2 separate regions of the Mus musculus genome follow, and region 2 is linked to region 1. The links are chromatin contacts, called in public promoter capture Hi-C maps. All regions are on one chromosome and are shown on one strand. The core of a region is the stretch at or near the end of the contact, and the rest is flanking DNA. Distances in the headings are between cores, read along the strand shown. Region 1 holds the start of Ubxn1 (UBX domain protein 1). Region 2 holds the start of Chrm1 (cholinergic receptor, muscarinic 1, CNS).

Evidence for each region. Promoter capture Hi-C pulls out the DNA fragments that hold promoters and counts their contacts.
Region 2: a contact with region 1 is called in a promoter capture Hi-C map of neutrophils. The contact joins the promoter of Chrm1 here to the promoter of Ubxn1 in region 1. A contact is called at or near these places in 2 of 39 promoter capture datasets (cranial neural crest and neutrophils) and 1 of 9 other capture datasets (liver).

The regions. Positions count from the first base shown.
Region 1 is chr19:8,870,230-8,872,826 of GRCm38.p6, reverse strand. It overlaps Ubxn1 (UBX domain protein 1), which reads right to left and starts at 1,279. Exons shown (of 9, transcript NM_001362044.1): 1 at 1,071-1,279; 2 at 915-968; 3 at 713-819; 4 at 540-609. The coding sequence starts at 1,129.
Region 2 is chr19:8,662,700-8,665,296 of GRCm38.p6, reverse strand. It overlaps Chrm1 (cholinergic receptor, muscarinic 1, CNS), which reads right to left and starts at 1,292. Exons shown (of 3, transcript NM_001112697.1): 1 at 840-1,292; 2 at 297-388. It overlaps 9830166K06Rik (RIKEN cDNA 9830166K06 gene), which reads left to right and starts at 1,962. Exons shown (of 3, transcript NR_045314.1): 1 at 1,962-2,556.

The DNA.
Region 1 (2,597 bases), core at 30-2,529:
GGTTTTTCTTATTGTTGTTGTTGGTTTTGTTTTTAAAGAAAGGGCATAGTGATGCATATCTATAATCCCTGCATTTGCAAAGGAGAGGCAAGAGAGTTGGGATTTCAGGGGAATCTGCAGCCACACAGGAGTTTGAGACCAGTCCTGAGCTATGTGAGATGTTTCCTGGTGACTTGCAGCACACCCTCAAAACCGGAAAGGTCAGGTTCTATGATCAGACTTGTTTGTATTTGAGAGGAAGGAAGATGACCCATGACCCTTGGTAAAGTGTGTCACTGGGCTATGGTGGCCCAGGCCTGTAATCCCAGCACTAGAAGAATGTGGCTTCGAATTTAGCCTAGGCCGCATACGGGGTTCCAGCGCAGCCTGAGGTACACAGCTGGACTGCGTCTCAAAAAAATAATGCAAGGCACAGTGAAGGCCACATCTCAGCACTCTGGAGGCGGAGGCAGGAGGATCCGGAGTTCAGCCTGGGCAAGAGTTAGGCAGACTCCAAACAAAACACACACACACACACACACACTGAACTTGCCAGTCACCTCTTGGTCTGTTCTTGTCTCTCCTCTTCAGTCAAAATGGGTCTGCTTTCTCCAGCAGCAGACCCAGAGCCTGCAAACAAGCAACCAGGATTAGTATTTAGAATAAGATCATTCTGATTTTCTCGGGGCCCTTTCAAGGTCTCTAGAATCACAAGATGTCTCCCAGTCAGGACCTTCAGGGCCAACTTGCTCTGAGGGCGTGGGTTCTCGTCCCAGGACATGGCTGAGGGGAGTCTCCAGAGGCTCATCCACATCGGGGTCGTCTTCATGCTCCATCAGCCTGCGCGGAGAAAGTAGGCAGGGGTTGGTTAGCCTGGAGGCCACCTTGCCCAGCGGCTCCCAAACTCCCGCCACCCGTGCGGGTCGCCCGCTCACCAATCCATCGCAGCCTCGATGCCCTGGTTCCCTGTGAGGGCCAGAGCCTTCTCCCTGGGGGCAGAAACACCGTGAATAGCGCCCACCAGCCATGGTGACAGTCAGGCCGGCCAGGCCCGCGGCCTCCCACCACCGGCTAGGGGGAGGCTCCCTTACGCGCGTCCCCTGGGAAAGCCCATCTCGATGAGGCTCTCCAGAGCCGTCAGCTCCGCCATGGCGCCCGCCTCCGCCTCCGCGGGGACCTGCGGGGACCAGAAGGAAGACCGCAAGGGTCAGCCCGGGGCGACTCCGCCCGCGACGCCGCCCTCCCGGCGCTCGCTAACTCACGGGGCGGGAGACCCAGGGACGAGGGGGGAGTAGACAGTGAGTGGGGAGAGCGGAGGGGAAGCGGAAGTGCCCGGTCTGTTTGTGTCACGTGGAGGCAGGGTGGACGGGTGCCGAAGAGAGCCAGAAATGTCCTTCCTGGTGGGCGGGGACTTTGAGGAGGGACAACTGACAGGAAGGAGACCCACCCACGGGGAAGAAGCTCCAGACAGGCTTGAGCCGGTTTGCAGGCTTTTAGGATTCTAAAAGAGAGCCTGGCTATGGATCGGCGGGTAAAAGCACCTGCCTTCAAGCCTAATTATGTGAGTTCGATTCCTAAGACCCACGAGGTTGAGCACAGAGGAAAAAGGATTCCTGTTAGTTGTCCTCTGACCTAAGCACACGAGTCGGGGCGTTCATGATAAACAGTAAAAGTTTATCTCTCTCTCCCTCTCTTTCTGTCTTTCTCTCTCTTTCTTTCCTTTTGGTGTTTTGAGACAGGATTTCTCTGCATAGTCCTGGCTGTCCTGGAACTCGCGCTGTAGACCAGGCTGGCCTGCAATCCAATGAGATCCACTTGCCTCTGCCTCCGGAGCGCAGTACTGGGATCAGAGTGTGTCGCCACCACCTCCTTGCATTTTTTAATTTTCCGTTTTCTCTTTTACTTCTCTTTCTGTCTTTTGGCACCAAGACCAGACAGGCCTCAAACTCAGAAAAATCTGCCTGCCTCAGTCTTCCAAGTGCCAGGACTAAAGTTGTGTGCCACCACACCCATCGGTGATGTATGTAAAAGAAGTTGGGAGGAGAATAACTCTTATATATATTATTAGTAAGTTATTTATCAGAGTCTAGGGAGTAGGTCTAGTGGTGATTTGGTCTAGCATGCTTGAGTCTATGTTCATCATCATTGTTATCACTGTCTTTGTTTTTTGAGACAAGATCTCATTATGAAGCCTTGGCTGTTCTGGAACTTTCTAAATGGATCTGGCTTTAGAGACTGATCTCAAACTCAAATATCAGTCTGCCTCTGCCATCCAGAGTGCAGGGATCAAAGGCCAGAAACATCTTGCCCAGCTATCTTTTTTTTTTTTTTTTTTTTTTTTTTTTTTTTCGTTTTTGGTTTTTCGAGACAGGGTTTCTCTGTGTAGCCCTGGCTGTCCTGGAACTCACTTTGTAGATGAGGCTGGCCTCGAACTCAGAAATCCACCTGCCTCTGCCTCCTGAGTGATGGGATTAAAGGGGTGTCTCACCACGCCTGGCTTGCCCAGCTATCTTAAAACCTTTCTTTTTTTAAAAAAAGATTTATATTTATTCCATGTAAGTACACTGTAGCTATTTTCAGACACACCAGAAGAGGGCATCAGGTCTCATTGCATATGT
Region 2 (2,597 bases), core at 43-2,542, 210 kb after region 1:
ACTGCCCCTTCTCCAGACACCTGTCTTAGAGGTGGCAACTCCAAGAGTCAGAGCCTCTGGATTTAACTCATCCTTACTGGAGTCAGGGAACATGTGTGTGCATCAGTACCCTTGTATTGCCCGAAACCTGCCTTCTGCAAGCCAAAGATACAAAAACACAGGGAGGGCCCTCTGGGTCCCCTCGCGTGCCAGGACCACATTGTCTGGGTGGTGTGGCTATCCATGTGCTTATCTGTCTCCAAAGAGCACTGGGGCTTTTTGCCTGGTCTCCTGCTGGCTTCTGGCCCAACACCCACCTTGGCATCCAGCTTGTCCATCTGGCCAGCAGCCTCATTCAATCCATCTTGGGGGGCTGAAGGTGGATAGGGGAGGTAGGATTCAGGGTTTCCTGAAGGAGGAGAGAAGGAGGCTCTGGGACTGGTGTCCCCAAAAGTATGTACATGGGGTCACTCTTCAACTAGGTGCTGGTAGCCAGGGCTGCCTCCTGCCCTTCCCCTTCTGCCTTTAGTGTGCTGGGGGATCTGCTAACCACACAGCCATCTAATCTCTTCTGAAGTCTAGGTTGAGTTTCCTAAGAAGGTCTTTACCTCTTCTGCCAGCTAAAGCACAGAAAAACATCAGATAAATCCACTGAGAAGCAGCAGACAGGGTGTTTGTAGCAGCCAATGCCCACTGCTAGAGAGCCCTCTTGGCCTCTAGACCCCTCCCTGGCCACCTCCCCTTTCAAGAATCCACCCCCATTCCTGTCTCATCCTTGTCCCTGCCCTGTCTCAGAGGACCCTGATGCTTCTGCACCCAGCTCAACACAGCCCCTCCCAAGCCCTTCCAAATGTACTCACCATGGGACCGGAGAGGGGTCTGTAGGGTCCTCAGCTTCAGTGCTTCTCCGGGGGCCTGCAGTGTCTCCTGGGACCCAAACACCTGGCTCCCGGGGGGAGCTGCGCCCTGTGCTGGCAGCCGGAGAGGCACAGCCAGTGATTGGCATGTCCCACCCCCTGGCACGCCAGCCTTGGGGGGGAGGGAGGAAGGGAAAGAGAGGGAGGGAGGAAAGGGAGGAAAGAAAGGGAGGGGGAGCAGGAGGGAAGCCTCAGGCAGCATCTGGGGTTGGACTAAGTCCTGGAGTGTGCCCCCCTTGTCCACAAGGGCACCCACTTTGAGCCTCGAGAGGGAGGAGGCAGGACATGAGGAAAGAGAGCCCAGGAAAGCTAAAAGTCCAAGAGGAGAGAGAAGGCGGATACAGGGAGACAAACACCCACACCCACTGCACACAGACTGGCGGCACACACACACACACACACACACACACACACACACACACACACACCCTCTCACAAAGGCACACTCTGTTTCCCGGGCACCTTCCCCCACCCAACCGGAAAGCCCCCAACTCCTGTGCACCATGTCCCAACACACATGCCCCGACACACATGCCCCATTATTCACATGCCTGCTTCCTTTGCATACCCTCCCCCCATGAACATGCCCACGCGCCCACCCACCCACCCACCCAGCCACACACCCTGCTCTTCCTCCCTGCTGTGAGGGAGCTAAATTCCTTCTGTTTGAAAATGACACATTGGGCCTCACGTGAGAGGTTCCAACTTGGACCAGACCCAGAGGGCTGGCTCACCCACCCTGGGACGGAGTGACATGCCCGCATGCTGGGCAGTGCACTCTGGTGTATGGAAAGGTCTGGTGTGAGGGTATATGTGTATCTGGTTTGTGGAGCACTGGAGAAACTGTGTTTGTTCCATATGCTGTTCAGGGTCCGGCATGTGTAGTATGACATGTGTGCTCATGTCATTATGCAGCCTACGTAAATCCAGGTGTGACCCTGCCAATCTGGAGCCAGAACGCATGTGGGAGCGTGTGTCTGTGCTCAGTGTATGTCTGAGTGTTGCCCAACTGTGGAATTGGCTAATTTTGACAAGTGAGGTAGCATCTACCTCCCTGACTGCTCCACCTCCAGCTTCCCCTTGGTAGACAGACAGACAGGCAGACAGACTGCTCTCCTCCCTGCTTGTCAAACTGTCTCCCCTGACTCCCACTTTAGGTTCACAGGTGTGTACCTGGGAAGTACGAGCCACTCCTCCTCTCAGCCTACGGTTTGACCCTCATCCCCCCTCCCCCCCAGGCTGGTTTGGATTTCTGTGTAGAGTCTCCTTGGAGATAGAGACAACCCCTGGGGGCTTTGTCATAGGGACCTGGGTCCAGCAATGCCCCAATAGAGACTTCCTGGAGAGCTGACCACCGAGGAGAATTGGAAACACTAAAAGCTCCTGTGTGTTTTGCCCCATGGGCTGTGATGAAGCCCTGGGAGGGAGGTGGGAAGGACCGAAATCAAGATTGCCTTTATGGAGGAGAGAAAGCTAAAGGTAGGTTCCAGGTGAGCTCTAAGCTCAGGGTTTTGGAGTCCGGGGCACACCCATTCTTCCTTCTCTCTTCATTTTCCTACCAATGTTGAGACTGGAGCTCAGTTGCCAAAGGAACCAGAAAAGGAAGAAATTGACGACGACTCTGGGGCTTGGGCCAGCAGATACGGGACACAGGTGGCAGGTACGTGTGGGGGCATCTGTACTCTTGAGGCTGCCAAGGGG